Regions from separate parts of the Mus musculus genome. Here region 1 is linked to region 2. A link is a contact called in public HiChIP or PLAC-seq data. All regions are on one chromosome and are shown on one strand. The core of a region is the stretch at or near the end of the contact, and the rest is flanking DNA. Distances in the headings are between cores, read along the strand shown.

Region 1 (4,201 bases), core at 231-2,730, 100 kb before region 2:
CTCCTCTCTCTCTCTCCTCTCCTCTCCTCTCCTCTCTCTCTCCTCTCCTCTCTCTCTCCTCTCTCTCTCCTCTCTCTCTCCTCTCTCTCTCCTCTCTCCTCTCCTCTCCCTCTCCACTCCCTCTCCTCTCCCCCTTTCTCTCCCTCTCCTCTCCCTCTCCTCTCCCCCTTTCTCTCTCCTCTCTCTCCTCTCCTCTCCTCTCCTCTCCTCTCCTCTCCTCTCCTCTCCCCCTTTCTCTCTCTCTCCTCTCCTCTTCCTCTCCTCTCCCCCTCCCCCTCCCCCTCTCCTCTCCTTCTCTCCCTCTCCTCCTCTCCCTCTCCCCCTCCCCCTCCCCCCTCCCCCTCTCCCTCTCCTCCTCTCACACAGCCCAATCTATGGAACTGGTTTGTAACAAAAGATTGAGCCCGACATATCTTTAATCCCAGCACTCAAGAGGCAGAGACAAGCATAGCTCTGTGAATTTGAGGCCAGCCTGGTCTACAAAGCAAGTTCCAGGACAGCCAGGGCTGTTACTCAGAGAAACCCTGTCTCAAAAAGCCAAAAAATAAGTAGGTAGATAAAATCATCGTGAATTTCTGATCCTCCCAGACGCATACATCATCATGGTGCCATTCTGTCATCATTCTGGGTTTCTGCAGCACTGAGAATCTCATCCATTTTACATACACACTCTACCAGCTGAACCTCTTCCCCAGTCCTGTCTTTGCCAACAGTGCTCAAACATCTAAAGGGTTTGTTTTGATCTGAGACACTCCCTATAGCTCAGGCTGGCCTTGAACTCAAGGCACGTGCCATCACACCTAGCATTTCCATGTATAGAGACTAACTTAATGGACTGCACACAAGTGTAAACTATCCAAGGGACTCTGGCCAGGCTTGGCTAAAACAGCATCTGTAATCTGATCCCTGTGACTACCCAAAAAAGGATGCCTTCTACAATCTAACTAACTCAAAAATATAGCTAACTCAAAAATATAGATGCGAAGTTTCCCTAATAGTCTCGTTTCTAACTTTTGTTTTTTCTAGAATTCCCAAATGTTTTTCATAGCAACTCTAAACAACCTTTCATTGTGTATCGATGGGCCTGAGACAATCAGACCGGTGCTTTTGACTTTATGCTAATATAAAATACAGGTAATTTCAAGTTTTGTAAATTCTGTCATGTAAGATGTTTTTTATGTTCCGCTTCACATATGAGTTAGGTTATGCTGTCAGGCTGATGTTAAGATTCATGGATTTATACACATACTCAGAAAAAATGGGAAACAAGGCAAATATTTATTGAATTTGATCTAATATAGCAGGCAGTCTTCTGAGCAGTGGGGGTAGAGAGGAGGGGATTAAAGGGTGCTCCTGCCTACAAGGGATTGATTTGCTATCAAAGACACAGACAACGCAAGCAAGTGGAATGGCATGATGTTCTCCATTACAATGCTTGGGACAGCATTTGACCCATAGGAAGTTCATTTTGTGGTTGTAGCAGTTGCTCACTTCTGCGTGTGGTACCTCTTGCACTGGAATATCTAAACTGCCGGTTTAGCCTTGCTTATCCCTACTTCCCCTCAAGGTCAAGTTAAAAGCTCACTATGGTGTAGTTGTAAGCCGCCTGCTGCCTACATGAACCGGGTACTCCTGAAAGGTGGGCTGGGACGGAAAGAGACTAGACGGGGAGAGAAATAAAGACGCCAAGACAAAAGTACTCTGTTCAAGGCACCTTAAAGTTTACTTAGAGTCTAAGCTTATATAGGGGGTAGGCCCATCCTCACCCCCACCCCCCACCCCCACCCCCCCACCCCCCCACCCCCAGTCCATCCAGGCACCTGGATCCAGCCAGATGTGACAGAACAATAGAGCCATCTAGCTCGGAAGGCTCCACCCCAGGTGGTCTCACCTCAGTGGTGACAAGGTCTGTACCAGCCTGCTTCAGGCTGGGAGAAGCTACACTATGGTAGCACATGACTTCTCCCAGCACGTGGAAGGCTAAGGAAGAAGACTTGAGTCCCAGGCCAGCCTGGTATATCCAGCAAGATGGTCTCTGTCTCTCAATTTATTAAATAGCTTTATTTCAGGCACTACCTCTTTGTTTTGCTTTTTTTGATGTTTTTTGAAATGTTTCTTTGTATAGCCCTGGCTGTTCTGGAACTCTGTAGACCAAGCTGGCCTCTGCCTTTCTAGTGCTGGGATTGTGTGCCACCCACTGCCAGGCCAAGTACTACCACTTCTAGAAAACCTAGCCATTCTCTCTCTTCAGTTTAAGAGGGTAGCTTGCCTCCTTCCCGCCCACCCACTCGCCTATGCTGAGAAGACACAGCACAGCCCATGTGTAGGGAAATAAGATGAGAAATAAGCTGTCTGACTGATGCTCTCCCTCTTTGACTCTGGCTTTTGAGGAAATGTGCTCAATCCTAAAGAGTAGGTATGTCATGCCCGATCGCCTGCTGTCCTCCGTGGCTTGAAAGGGTGGTCTTCCCAGTTCCCAGGTTCCTCCAGCTTCCCGTCCAGTTTACCTTGACTAGTTGAGTTCAAAAATTTGGAAAATAGAAGCAGGTGCACACAGGTCTGTCCCTCCAGTTCACACTCAACGCTGGATGGTGGTGTGGCCATGATGACGTACAGTGTGCTGGCATCAGTGCTAGCAGAAGCGTCTTCATAGACTGTGAACAGCACTCTGGTGCCATGAACTGTGACAGTCAGGCCTCAGAACTAGAACTTGAGGGGAGTCCAAAGGCAAAAGAAATGTGTTCTGTGTTCAGGGGAGCAAAGGAAGAAGCAGGTTGCCAAGGTTACTCGAGGTATGGATTGAGTACCAGCTCCAACACTGTCCTCATAACTTCCGGGAGTTATTGGCCTCAAACCTTCAGCTTTCTCGCCTATAAAATGGGGGACACGTTAGGGTTGTGTGAGGAATAGGATGATGGGCTTGAGACCCATCACAGAGCCTGAGAGACATCAGTATGAGCAGGTGTACCTTCTCCTCTGAGCCTGTGCTTGATATGACGCATGCAGAGTGAGCCTTGATGGTCTCATAAACCAAATATACAGATTCAGGTTTAGACCTGGCAGCCAGAGACGCCTGGGCAGATCCAACCAGCAACTATTCGTCGTAGTTCATAGGAAGCGATGCAAGCAGCAACTACATCCTTTGGATGAAGCTAAGCTGGCCATGCTCTGATTCCTTGTCAACTGAAGAAACAGTGTTCCCATTTCCTCAGAGATCTGCAGACATAAACCTTTTTCTTTTTCTTTTTCTTTTTCTTTTTCTTTTTCTTTTTCTTTTTCTTTTTCTTTTTCTTTTTCCTCTTCTTTTTCCTCTTCTTTTTCTCTTTCTCTTTCTTTCTCTCTCTCTCTCTCTCTCTCTCTCTCTCTTTCTCTCTCTCTTTCTCTCTCTCTTTCTCTTTTTCTTTTTCCTTTTCTTTTTCTGTGCACATCTTCACTACCCAATAACGGAGGCTGATAGTTACATGAATATTATGGAGAAATATGTAATGTTGTCCAGTTTACGATTTCCATATTTACAAAGGTCCTGGCACTTTTTTTTCCTGAGCTCTCCAAAGTACCAGGCAAGAATGGTCTGTTGTGGGGCTAGACAGCTCAGCAGGTAATGGCATTTGTTGCCGGGCCTGAGAACCAGAATTCACTCCCTGGCACCCAGGTGGTGGGAGGAAAGAACCTATTTCTGGAAATTGTCTTCTGACCGCCATGCATGCATTGTGATATATCCCCTCATACAATACATACATGTGACATATCCCCTCATACAATACATACATGTGATATATCCCCTCATACAACACCCCCACATGCATCACAAATAAATAATAAATTAATCATAAAAAAATTTAAAATGGGACTAATAGTCCAAATCACTTTGGGTTGTTTTTTTTTTTCTTCTTCTTCTTCTGAGAGAACTCATGATTCCAAGATGCATCTTAAAAGGCTGGATCCTTGAAACCCCACGGGCTAGAGGCCTTTTCTTTCAGTAGATAGTGGACCAGTAAAAATGCTCAAATATCTAGAAATTGTGAAGGTAGGGCTTTACCAGGCTTCCTTGAGAAGAGTTGGCAAATAATTAGAAATAAAGAGGAAAAAAGAACATAGTTGTAGTCCTTAGTCAATTCTGACCACTTGTGTCTCCAGCACATAGAGGTCTCCATTCAGTGAGAGCATGTTTGTGACATGCTGTCTGGGGGACATTGTATTA
Region 2 (4,694 bases), core at 1,189-3,688:
AAAAAAATTTGTATGTGTATAGGTGTTTTCCCAGTGTGCACCACTTTGTAGACCTGGTGCTAACAGAGTCTAGAAGGGAGCACTGAAGCTCTGGAAGTGGAGGCACAGACAGTTGTGAGCCACCACGGGGGTTCTAGGAGTTGAATCCAGGTCCCCTGAAGAGCAGTCAGTGCTCTTAACTGCTGAGCCATCTTTCCGGCCTCCTTTGGGTTTTTAAAACATTATACCAAAATAAGTTAAATAATTTTGAAACCCTGTTTAACACTTCTGAAGGGGGGCACTTCTGGGTGACCCCCCCCCATCCAGCATGTGGGGACACAAATGTCATCTCTTCAGGACATGGTGAACAGGGGACCACAGAGCATCAAATTTCAAACATCCCCTACACCCACAAGGTGGCTCACAGTCATCTGCAATCCTGCCCCAGGAATCCTCTTCTGGCCTCTTACAGCTCCAGCCACACATGTGGTGCACAGACACACATGCAGGCAAAACACCCATACACATAAGAATAAATCAATCTGGTGGGGTATGGTGGCACATGCCTTTAATCCCAGCACTCAGGAAGCAGAGGTGAGTGGGTCCCTCTGAGTTCTGGACCAGCCAAGGCTGCATACTGATACTCTGTCTCAAAAGAGAAAAACAAAACCCCAAAACAAAGGAAAAGGAAAACTGATCCCTGATCCCACCCCCACTCTCTCATCTTACACACAGGAAACTGATTTCCCAAAGCAGGAGGTGGTTTGCTGAAGCCACACTCTCCGGAGTTACAGGCTGAGCCCTAGTGCCTGTGTCCAGAGGCTCTTGATTTGGATTATTACCACCCACCCCGATTCACCTTTAACCAAGAGTAAGATGACAAACAGCACTCCAAGGTCTTGTTTTTCAGGAACAGCCATTTATTTTTCTCAAATGAAGTAATTTCAGGGAAGCAAACGTTCTTAACAGACAATTACTAGCAGAAAAGAAGTCTTCCCAGCTCTTTAAAGTGCTTTATGCTACCCACCTGAGAAGACACCTCCTGTCTTTCCCTGCCCACAGAGAAGCAGTCCGGGTCAAGTTGGAACCGCAGTGGGTGTGTTCATGCTTCCTATTCCCTCCAGAACTTCCAAGTCTTGTCATCAGTTCCCAAGGGTTGTTGTCTTTGGGTTTTTACTGCTGTAAACAGACACCATGACCAAGAGAAGTCTTATAAAGGACAACATTTAATTGAGGCTGGCTTACAGGTTCAGAGGTTCAGTCTGTTATCATCAAAGCAGGAACATGGTGGCATCCAGGCAGGCATGGTGCAGGAGGAGCTGAGAGTTCTACACCTTCATCTGAAGGCTGCTAGCAAAACACTGGCTTCCAGACAGCTAGGGTAAGGGTCTTAAAACACACACCTACAGTGACACACCTATTTTAACAAGACCACACCTTATAATACTGTCACTCCCTAGCCCAAGCGTATACTATCACATATACTATCACATATACTATCACAGCATTGTAGTGATGTCTTCCCTTCCTTCTGGTTTTTCAAAACCATATTCTCTTTTCTATTGGAGCAGGTAGAGAGCTATTATGTAGCCCTGTCTGTCTTGGAATTCTCCACATAGAACAGCCCGACCTAGAACTCACAGAGATCCATTTGCCTCTGCCACCAGAGTGCTGGGATCTAAGGTATGTGCCACTTTGCCCAGCTTCCAACATAATATTCTGGGGTTGTTCAAGAACTTAAATTCCAAATGTTCAGATTGATTTTGAGGTTTTTATTCCCCCCTCCCCCATCCCACTCCCCCCCCCATCCTACTCCCCCCCCCCCCCCCGGCAGTCAGTTGAGGACCAAAGTATTCCTTTAAAATTCAACCAAGTAGCATTCAGGATCTATAAATCATGGTCTGATCTATCCTGTATGCACCATTGGACATCTGATTAGTGTGATCCATTGTATAGGGGAGTCTCTCTTTCTCTGTGTCTCTGTCAGTGTGTCTGTATCTCTGACTGTGTCTCTGTCTCTGTATGTGTGTAAGGAAGTATGAATGGATGAGAAGAAATTCTGTTTTATATGATGAAGGAACCTGGCAGTTGTCTAACCTCCTTAATCCTTTGCCCTACAAACACACGTGCAAGGACTACCTGAAGAACCAGCTGCATACTTTACAACCCAGTGCAAGATGGGGAGAGAAAGAAAAGGTCAAGGTATCAACTGCGGATCTTTAAACTGCAGGAGGCCCTTCTGAGTGGGCAGATCACATGCTCAGAACATTCAGGTGTGTCTCCTGACACAGCACAGCTCTTAGTGAGATAGCACCCCTTCCCCAGGTGACTGTCTTGCCCAGATGAATGCCCCAATCATTAAAGTCCCTCTCCACAGCCTTCCCCAGTCTTCTCCAGAGACCTGCCCCGCCTCTCTGTGGCTCTGAAGTTCAGCTCCAGTTTCCCCTCCAGCTGGGGAGGTGTGGGTGAGGCCTGCTTCCGTGAGCATAGTAAACACGTCTCTGTCACGGCCTCTCCTGGGCTCCTCCTTCTGTGGTTGGCTAACTTCTTGAACTCCTCTGGGTGTGGCAGGAAGAGCAGAAAGGTCCCTTGAAACCCAGTGGCTGGCAGGAATTCCTGGCATGTGTTTCCTCTCTAGTCAATCCTTTTTGCTTTAGTGAGTTCTGAAGGGTAGATGCAGGTAACTCACCTCCTGGGTAGGGACAAGTGCCAGCCATGAACCCTGCCTCCCTGTTGTTGGCTTGGAAAGACAGACCACGCCGCCAGCTCAGCAGATTTCTTTCTTCCTTCTTCTCATCCCGAGTCTCTTGTTGGCGTGTTTCTGATCAGCGTGAATCATGGGCATTGGTATCATGCCTCGGGGTGCACACAGCCTCTTGGAAGTAAGACTACTTGACTTTGCCTGCCTACCTTTGCTTCAGGTGTGCCAAAAGGCAAGGATAAAGATGCTATTTCCAAGCCTTCCCCGGAGCTCTACCAAGCTGCTCAAGCCCCTTCCTTCCACCGTGTTAGGCAGGGCTAACACTAGAGGGTTATCCTCTGTCTCTGTGGGGAGCGTGGTGGTAAGTGGCCACTTCAAGAGGAAGCCCTCAGCTACTGTGCCTGAGCCTCTTGAACCCTGGGTCTCCCAGGGTTGAGACTGTAAGGCCTTAAGAACTGTGGGGCTACAGCTTTCTCCTGCCCACGAGAGGCAGAATCACAACACACCCTCCATACCTTAACTCTCCAAGTCTGGGGTTTATGCTAATTTACTTGGCAGAAGAAACTTTGTATACCTGATTGGGTGACAGCTCCTGGGGTAAGGAGGCTACCTGGGTTATGCGGGCAGGTCTAATACAATCCCGAGACTATTATCAAGAGGGGGCAGGAGGGTCAGGATGGAGAGAACAAGATGGGACCAGGAAACAGAAGCCAGAATGACGCAAGTGCCAATTGACTCTTAAGTGAAAGAATGCTGGTAGTGTCTAGAAGCTGGTCAAGGATGAGCCAAGGAATAGCAAATATTTTCCTTGCGTCTTCCAGAAGGAATGTAGCTCTGTCCACACCTTCACAGTGTAGTGAAACCCATTTCACACTCTGACCTCCAGATCTGAAGGGAAGCACATATTTCAGTTGTCAGGTCACTGGGTGTGCAGTCATTTGTCATAGCAGCCAGCAGATGCTAATACGGCCTATATACATCTGTCCATGAGTTTCCTGACTCTTCAGCCGATGATTTCTTTCCCCTTCAAAGGTGTTTTGCTTTAGGGAGCATTAGGCAAGCATCCAAAACATTTAAGAAATCTAAAGTAGCTACGTACTGTTTCCTGCTGAAATTCTACATGACAGTCTAACATAAAAGAGAAGTTCTTTGTTGAAGCTGGGGACCCACAGCAGAGGAGGCAGAGGTGACGTGATGGAGAGGCAGACATTGTGCATATAAGATTTATTGACAACCACACACACACACACTCACAAGCAAATGTGTGTGTGCACCTCTTTAAATTGGGTAGAGTTTAAAGTACTCTCATTATGAATGAGGTGTGTCGGTATATTTTATTTGGAGTGCTTTGTGTGATATGAAAGAATAGAACTCATCTTCAAACAACTTCTTTTCCTTTCAAGATTCTCATTTCAAATCTCTTCCTATCTGGAAACTTAAGCAGACAGCTCATGTCCCTTCCTTCCACATTGGTTTTAGGCATAACTAGTTTTTTTCATAGCTATTGGCGTCAGGCTTTGTAGTCTCCTGAGTCCCTGGGGGAAAGTCCCTCATACCGTTTGTTTTCCATGTGATGTTTTTCTGTTAGCCTTAAAGTCCAGTTCTGCAGAGTCTAGACTCTTGAGATGTCCCCGCAGCTCTCTGTTGTTGGTGTCTAGAGTAGAGGACATCCTGAGAAAGGAGATCAAATAACCTAAGCGTAAAGTAAGGAAGGCAGCAGACGCCCAGCCTTTTCTGTCAGCATCGACATTCTCTGGGAGGAGGCCAAGGAGAACATAAATACAGCCGGGCCATGAAATCAAAGCACTATTTAAAAATAAGCAAACAAACGGAGCAGGCTGAGATTACTACTCCCTTATTAAAAGCAACCTAGGACAAGACAAAACAAACATAAAAGCGGAGGAGGGTTATTAAATGTAAACTCATCTCGGAGAGGAAAACTGCTAACGTGGTCACTTCGTGAAAGGAGACAGAAAGCAAACTGAGAACTCATGCACAGGTAATGTGCCCTGGC

The links. HiChIP or PLAC-seq counts read pairs in DNA pulled down with a chosen protein or histone mark.
Region 1: a contact with region 2 is called in an H3K27ac HiChIP or PLAC-seq map of embryonic stem cells, with 6 read pairs. The contact joins two enhancer-like sites. A contact is called at or near these places in 43 of 484 Hi-C or Micro-C datasets (the AML12 cell line, B cells, the Ba/F3 cell line and 22 more), 8 of 115 datasets of contacts at active chromatin or transcription factors (bone marrow-derived dendritic cells, embryonic stem cells, extraembryonic endoderm stem cells and 1 more) and 4 of 9 other capture datasets (adipose tissue, embryonic stem cells, liver and 1 more).

The regions. Positions count from the first base shown.
Region 1 is chr2:6,058,716-6,062,916 of GRCm38.p6, forward strand. No RefSeq gene overlaps it. Among named protein-coding and RNA genes, the nearest start is that of Gm30136, 19 kb to the right of the region's middle. Within about 2 kb of position 1,481, at least 4 of the 459 cell types and tissues checked have an H3K27ac peak or open chromatin away from gene starts, as enhancers often do. A contact at or near this core is called in embryonic stem cells, where this site is marked.
Region 2 is chr2:6,160,358-6,165,051 of GRCm38.p6, forward strand. No RefSeq gene overlaps it. Among named protein-coding and RNA genes, the nearest start is that of Gm10857, 30 kb to the left of the region's middle. Within about 2 kb of position 2,439, at least 136 of the 459 cell types and tissues checked have an H3K27ac peak or open chromatin away from gene starts, as enhancers often do. A contact at or near this core is called in embryonic stem cells, where this site is marked.